2 separate regions of the Gasterosteus aculeatus genome follow, and region 2 is linked to region 1. Evidence: chromatin contacts called from public Hi-C data. All regions are on one chromosome and are shown on one strand. Each heading gives the region's core, a stretch centred on a gene start, on an enhancer-like site or on the middle of the called end of the contact. The rest is flanking DNA. Distances are from core to core; before and after follow the strand shown.

What was found. Hi-C and Micro-C count contacts between places; a contact is called where the count stands out from the background.
Region 2: a contact with region 1 is called in a Hi-C map of skeletal muscle, with 9 times the contacts expected there. The contact joins two enhancer-like sites. A contact is called at or near these places in 2 of 6 Hi-C or Micro-C datasets (both in skeletal muscle).

The regions. Positions count from the first base shown.
Region 1 is chr1:3,166,284-3,169,827 of fGasAcu3.hap1.1, forward strand. The region is part of intron 7 of lsamp (limbic system associated membrane protein); the gene reads right to left. Among protein-coding and RNA genes, the nearest start is that of gap43, 20 kb to the left of the region's middle. Within about 2 kb of position 1,523, at least 5 of the 9 cell types and tissues checked have open chromatin away from gene starts, as enhancers often do.
Region 2 is chr1:3,317,056-3,320,599 of fGasAcu3.hap1.1, forward strand. The region is part of intron 1 of lsamp (limbic system associated membrane protein); the gene reads right to left. Among protein-coding and RNA genes, the nearest start is that of lsamp, 140 kb to the right of the region's middle. Within about 2 kb of position 1,901, at least 4 of the 9 cell types and tissues checked have open chromatin away from gene starts, as enhancers often do.

The DNA.
Region 1 (3,544 bases), core at 273-2,772:
AACCCTTCAAATTACACGGCGCGCATAATGGATTCCGCTCGAGGCCCTTTCGCATTACGCGGGAGCTCCGGTTCATCCGAGGTGCCTCAACTTAATCCTGCTTAAGTCCGGGCGATGTGGTGATCGGAATTGGAATACGGGAGCAGGAAGTTTGTGCTGACACACGCTTGACTGATAGAAAGTATTAACATAAGAAGGGAAATGCACGTCATGGTCACAGCATAATTTGCCTCACTGGGAAGCAGGGACTCGATAAAGTGCTGAGGTCCTTCGCACAGGGACAGCTCGGGAACAGTGTGTGTGTGTGTGTGTGTCTGTGTGTGTGTGTGTCTCCCCACTTCATCTAAAAGCAAATCCACCCTCCGCGATAAGACCAGCTGCAGATATCCTCTCCAGTGTGTCTTCACAGAAGGTGACTGCACTATTAAAAAGGCTCTTCCTGCCCGCCGAGCATGCCGAGAGGCCCGGATAGAATCGCACAGCAAAGAAATCCACCATCTTTATTCCAGATTAGCAGTAGGAGAATAAACTGGAGAGAAACAAGGCCCTTTTGTTTTCGCAGCGACGGTTTCAGTGAAGTCAAATAAACTGGTGCATAAAGAAGAGGAAACTGCATCTATTTGCGTCCATGGAGCTCGGATGGAACGTGGCCCCCGCGAGCACATCTGCACCCTAAAATATTCCCGTGCCTCTGCCAGATTCTTCATCCGGTGCCATGAACTGGAATACATTATCAGAGAAGTTGGCAGAAGTTGTGAGTGTCGTGAGTTTTTTCTTCTTGGAGGGAAGTCTATCCTCGCACTCAAAGTCGCTCCCCGCCAGCAGAGGGCAGCAGAGTTCCAGCGGGCGTCTTCAGCCGTCTGTCCTTGATGCACACTCGCTCTAACTCCCATTAAAGCCCAGAGTGAAATGATTTGACCCCTCTATTTGGCTGCGGCGGCAGGAATGAGAGGCCTGAGCGAGTCGCCGGGCGGGCGGATTTGATTCTGTTGGCGCGCGGGAGCCGCTAAAGTAGGTTATCACTGCCGGGGGAGAGTGACAGGCCTGTTATGGTTCCAGGCAGATGATGAATGAAATCAGGTGTAGAGTCCTGCTGGGACAACGACCCAGAGGGGATCCAAAGCGGCTTGTCGCTGGCGACCGACGAACCCACAAACACATCCGTCTGCCGGGTCGGCCCTCAGCAAGCGAATAACAGGAGCAACCAACTGTAACGGCTCCTTTAGCAGAAGGACAAACTCGATTCTCAAAGGAATTCATTGTAATATCAATATGAGCTGCTGCATGGGAACTGGTCACCATTACAGACAGGTTGGTCCAGTTTTCCCATCACGCACGGCGGGTGAAAACAAGACCAAAGGAGCAGGGAGGGTCGTGACAGCCGCGTAGTAATATTTTGCGGTTCTGAAATCCCGGCCTGCTTAGATCGTGATGAATCGGCCCCCTGGGGAGGTTAATTGGATGCCCAAGTGCCACGAAGACTCTCAGATCCACGGTGACTCTCAGATCCACGGAGACACTCAGATCCATTGTGACTGTGAGGAGCTCCACGTTTTCCCGAGGAGATTTAGAGTGAAGGATGGACGTGCACGAGGTAAGGTGGGCCAAGGTGTGTGTGTGTGTGTGTGTGTGTGTTCAGCAGCTTGTGCCGAGCGGTTTGCTCGTCCCTAAAGTGCTTACTCCTCCAGTCGGGCGAGCGATACGTTTCGTACTCGGCACTAGACACTAAATGAGTGCCTCCATCCTGAGAGCGGCTTTGAGATTTGTTTGGGGGGAAAATAAGCTGCCAAGAGGAAGTGACATGCTGGAAGTTGCCGACGAGCCGGGGTTCATTTAGCGTTGTGTTGTTGAGTATTAATTAAACGTTGAGATTCTGCACTTATAGCAGCGGGTGACGTAAATGTACCTTCCCTTGGCAGAAGTAAGTCTGAAATTAAGAACATTAAAAAAATAACAGGGGTCAGTGCTGTTTGAGAAAAATCAAAGAGGTATCACTAATTAAAATCTGAAACACGACTGTTCGGTTTGTTTATCGTTAAAGGATTAAAAAAGGCTTAATATAAATCCATCAACTCCTCCTCGACTTGCAGTTAATTTGTGGTTTGTTAGTGCAGGAATCACCTCCTGTACAAGCGTGGAGCAGCAGCCGTACTTTGGTCCTCTTTTTCAAGCCGGAACGGAGATTAACTGCTTCACTGCTGACGCGACAAACAGGGGGAATAAAACACGTGCAGGCGGCACACGAGCACCCATTTCACAGGGTCACCGCTTAGAAACATCTGCCGCCGCGACGGCCGTCACTGACATCTGGGCCCCGCTTGCAGGCCTGGTAGCCGCCGGACGCCGAGGAGCTTAAACGGATCAGGAGGGAAACCAGCGCAGGACCTTCAGCTAAAGAGGAAACAACGAGTGACATTAGCTTTGATTCTCCGGCATCGCGCTGTGAAATGAACTATCCAAGCGAGGATAAATGATTTTATTATGGTGCATTAACACCATCATCCAAGGAGAAAGGGCAATAACACTTCCCGCTGGGCGGAGGGGGCGGAGGGAGGGGTGTGTGTTATAAACAGGCTCACGGCCAAAATCCTCCGGGGACAAAGCGGAGATTGATGGCGTTTGGAGACAGCAAAACTATTTCCACCATTTGGAGCGGATTCCTTTTGGAGGCCAGATCTTTGGTAACCCCCCCCTCCGATGATTCCCTCCCCGTCACTAGTGGACGCTTACTGCTGCGATTTAGGCGGGCGTGAAAGTGGCGATGACGGCGTCCTGCAGAGGGCGGACTTATTAAATGATGAGATGATGATGAAAGGGAAGGACGGCTTGTTGGTGCGATTATGCTCCCATTCTCTTCAAGTGTTTTGCAGACACAAGCGGGACACTTGATCCGATCTGAAGATCACATGTGTCTGGACATCACAGAATCCGCGGCCGTTACTTCCATTAGTAGTGAGCGATGAAGTTGGGGATTAGTCTTTATCAAACCCCGCACGATGTCGCCAAATGAACACCGGCATGTGAACACGGGGACACGGCGAGGGATCCATAATAAGCGCTGAGTTAAAAATGATCGGGAGCCACTTTTTGTCTGAGAATGCGAGGAGTGAATCGATTAATCGATTTATATTCCTGCGATCCAACTGAATCGATCTGTGCTCCGCAAAATCGGCATTCCGGACGACATATATCGATTACAAATCGATTGAAATGGTACATAATCGATTGTATCGATACTTGGAAACTGCACATTGGATTTAAGCACAAAAACGGTGTGGATGTGTGTTTGTTTGTTTGTTTTTTAGCACTTTAGACACGTTAGACGTTACTGGATTCAGTCTGCCTGTCTGTGACGTCATCAGTACGCAGCGGCAGCCGCGCAAAACTCTGAACAACAACAAAACACAGCGTGGAGGAGACGACTGCGAGCGAGACATTTACAAACCAACGTATCGATCCAGCGCGTGGAAACATTTTGGCTTTTGCAAACACGGAGGTGTTCTAAATAAGTCGGCCGCTGTTTGTAGAATATGTAGAAGACGAA
Region 2 (3,544 bases), core at 651-3,150, 150 kb after region 1:
TGCACAGCCACATAACAAACACACCCTGCGTTACTTTCTGCCATCAGAATCCATCTGTTTGTGCCGCTGAGCAGTCGGGCAGCTTAGGGTCTCTGTTTTAAGCAGAGCGAGAGTGAAAGCGGTACGCGTGGATCACACAGCCGCCATGAAACAGAATGAAAGCAGAGAGCAAACTAGCGCTCGGCGAGAGTTTAACCCGGACAACAACGCGGGGAACAGGTTACTTTCAAAAAGCAGCAACACGAAGAATCTGAGGACAAACACACAGCTTTTACATTTGTGGAGGCCGGAGCTTATACACACGGACACGTGCACACCTCCGCCCACATGGGCACTTCTAGGCTTCGAATGCCCCCCCCCATTATTCCGATGGGGTCTTGACATGCGTGGTTCACTTAATGGCGTAATACAAAATTCCAGTAAATAAGAGTAACCAGAGGTCAAGGTTGGGTCATTTGTTGCAGCTCTTGTTTACTCATGAAGACGTTTTGGGTGGATGCCATCGGGTGAGTCCTCCATCCTGACACCAAACCACAGCAGAGAAGTGTGAAAAACAGGTGGAGGACAATCTAAACTCCATGTTTCCCAAAAGCAGTTCCATGATTAACTTCCCCTGTGGCCCAAAAAGGCAAAAAAAAACAACCAGAAGGATAGTTTCTTATAGTTGTACTTGGTGGATCCCGATGGATCAGACGAGAAGCGCCGAGGACCCGATCAGCGATTCTCCCGCCGTCCTCATTCACGAGGAGATCTGCAATAAGACCCATCCATCACGCTTGATGGGAGAGGACAGCCTGCCGCCTTATCAGCACTTGTGCTCTCAGATAAGCTCTCGTGCTCTGAGCGGCTGGGAGGAGGGAGTGTGGATTGTGCAGCGCTGGAGAGACATCTGCTGGCGCCCGGCCGACTCACAGGTCGGCTCCATTCGCATCGTCCACTTCCCTTCAGCCGGAAATGGCGGCGCTGATACGACTCCGGATTTGAAGGGTCGGGGGCCCCCCCCCCCCCGGTAAGTGATGCCTGCAGCTTTCATTTGACACCACTAAAGAAAGAGGATGATAGTCTGATGGGCAGGAATCCCAGATTCGATTCACTAACAAACACCACATAAACGTGCCAAATGCAACTTCACTGCCTGATGTTAGAACTGTCTTTGTGTGATTAAACTAAACTTCATTCGGGTCTTAGCAGGACTTAATGTTGGGGGGGCGTCGCTTATTTACTACCTCCAAAAGAAAACAGCATGAGGTACAACTGTTTTCAACGGGGACAAACCAGCAAATTACACAATATTGTTTGTGTAATGTAAACACATGCACACACTCTGTCTGTGTGTGTGTGTGTGTGCGTTGTGCATAAGAACAGGTTGTGCTCCATATGAACAAACTTCTCTCATTATCTATCTAATCTGATCCACGCAGCCATATTTACATCCAGCTGCTCTCGGTTGTCTCCCTGCTGCAGTTTTATGCGCCGCAACCTCCAACTGGCACCAACCGACTCCTTGAAAGGGGTCCATGTTTAAAATGACTGCCAAGTCCGGTCTGAGTGGAATTCATTAAAAAAAAAAAAAAAACACTCCTCCATCTGCGGCGCGCGACCCCGATATCTCACTCGTGGGAGACAAGCGGAAGCAAAATTGCGAAAAGCATCTTCATCTCCATCTCTGGGGAGGGATGGGGGAGGAGGGGGGTGGGGAGGAGGGGGGTGGGGGTGCATTAAGTGTCTGCTGCATCTTTTATTTGGCTTTGACACCGGCAGTGACACCTCGATCGACCCGCCGCCGCGTGCGTATTTCATTTAATTCAACGTGGCTTCTGGATACAATCGCTGGCCTTCTCCACCTCCTGGGCCCGCCGGCCGTTGCTATGGAAACATCACAGAGAGAAAGAGAAGGGTGTGTGTGTGTGTGTGTGCGCGCGTGCGTGTATGTGTGACTGTGACGGAGCGAGATTTCAAAGTAGACCGCTGAGCTGTGTCTAATGAGAAGTGTGTACTCACACTCGCATGAACGTGCCCTCCACACGCACACGCACACGCACTCCCCGTGTCTGACGGTGGGCTCATAAAGCACATTATAACATTATTTCCCAGAATTCCACGGAGGCACTACAACACATCTCAGCAGTTTCTCTCTGTTCCTACAAATGTAATATTAAAGCGGATCCCGCCAAAGGACGCAGCCGACTGCGAAACGTTCCTTATTTCCATCTTCTGGCGCCTTGAAGGACACTCACGGCGTCTCCACGCGCGACTGGAATCTGGATGATGTTCCTCCTGACTGAGACAAAGGGAGGCGGTGCAGTGCGGTGGGGGGGAATAACGGGGTTGTAATATTCACCAAGCTGGAAGCACGTAACATCTTTCATCTGCGAATGAGGCAATGCGCCACCTAAGATCTGCAACAACAACAACAACAACAAAAACGTGACAATGAGACTTAATAACGCCGCTTTTGTTAATAATGCTTCATCCGATCCTCAAGCGGGCCGATCCGAGCTCACCTCGTTTCTGTTTGCGGCGGCACACAAACCGCTGTGGACCATCCGCGCATCGGCGCTCTGACTCGCACAAACATTTGCACGGCTCAAAGTCACCCGAACGCGCGCCCCTTTGGCGCGCACATTAAACGTTGATTGCTTTCCTCGCCTCGGATCACCCTGCGGGACTTTCAGTTGTGACTCGGCGGCTGCGACGCGGCGTTGGTAAATCAGATGCGCGGGGGGGGGAGGGGGGTCCTCGCAAGGTCGGAGGCGTAAACCTGTGGAATGTGCGCCAGAGATGCGTGAGGCATTTCTTTAATGTGGCCTGCGAGGTCATCACGTCTTATAACTAAGGCGACGCCTCCTGTGCTACTCGCATCCTTATCTTTGCATAAAAACATGCAAAGGCATCCGTTGTGTTCTTTAGCTTTGCACTGCTGCCGTCCCCGGGTCTTTGGGATCATTCCCCATGTTCCAAAACAGACACTCGTTCTCACCCCTAATGTGTTAAATACCGTAGTGCTTCACACACACACGCACACGCGCGCGGCGTATTTAGCATCTGGACGCAGCGCAGCAGACACTTAACGGAGTGACTAACAATGTAAGTGCAGCCACCGTGCAGTAAAGTGTCTGTGATTCTGGGTGAGTGGGAGGGGAAGTAAATAATTCAATCAAGTCCAAGAAATAGCTGTTTGTGTTCTGTTTATACATCGAAAAGATGCCTTTTACGCAAACTTATGTCAACAGCTGTGATGCCTCAAAAGACATCTTTTTGATTTGAGTTTATATAGAAAAATGCTGCATGCATACAATAGATGATTGATTGCCCCACTATAACCGTTAAATAGAAGAATCTACACAAATCATTGGCAAAACTGTGCCAACTAAATTTAAACATCAGTGTCCCATCTTCAGGGATTTAGAAATGGTTTCCCTTTCAATAAAAGCCCTTTTCTAATTCTTTATAAAATTGTCTGTCCCCCCCCAAACTCTTTTTCCCCCCACTGCCATTAGAGTCATCAACAGCTGAGAGGACTCTATAACCTGATTCACAACGG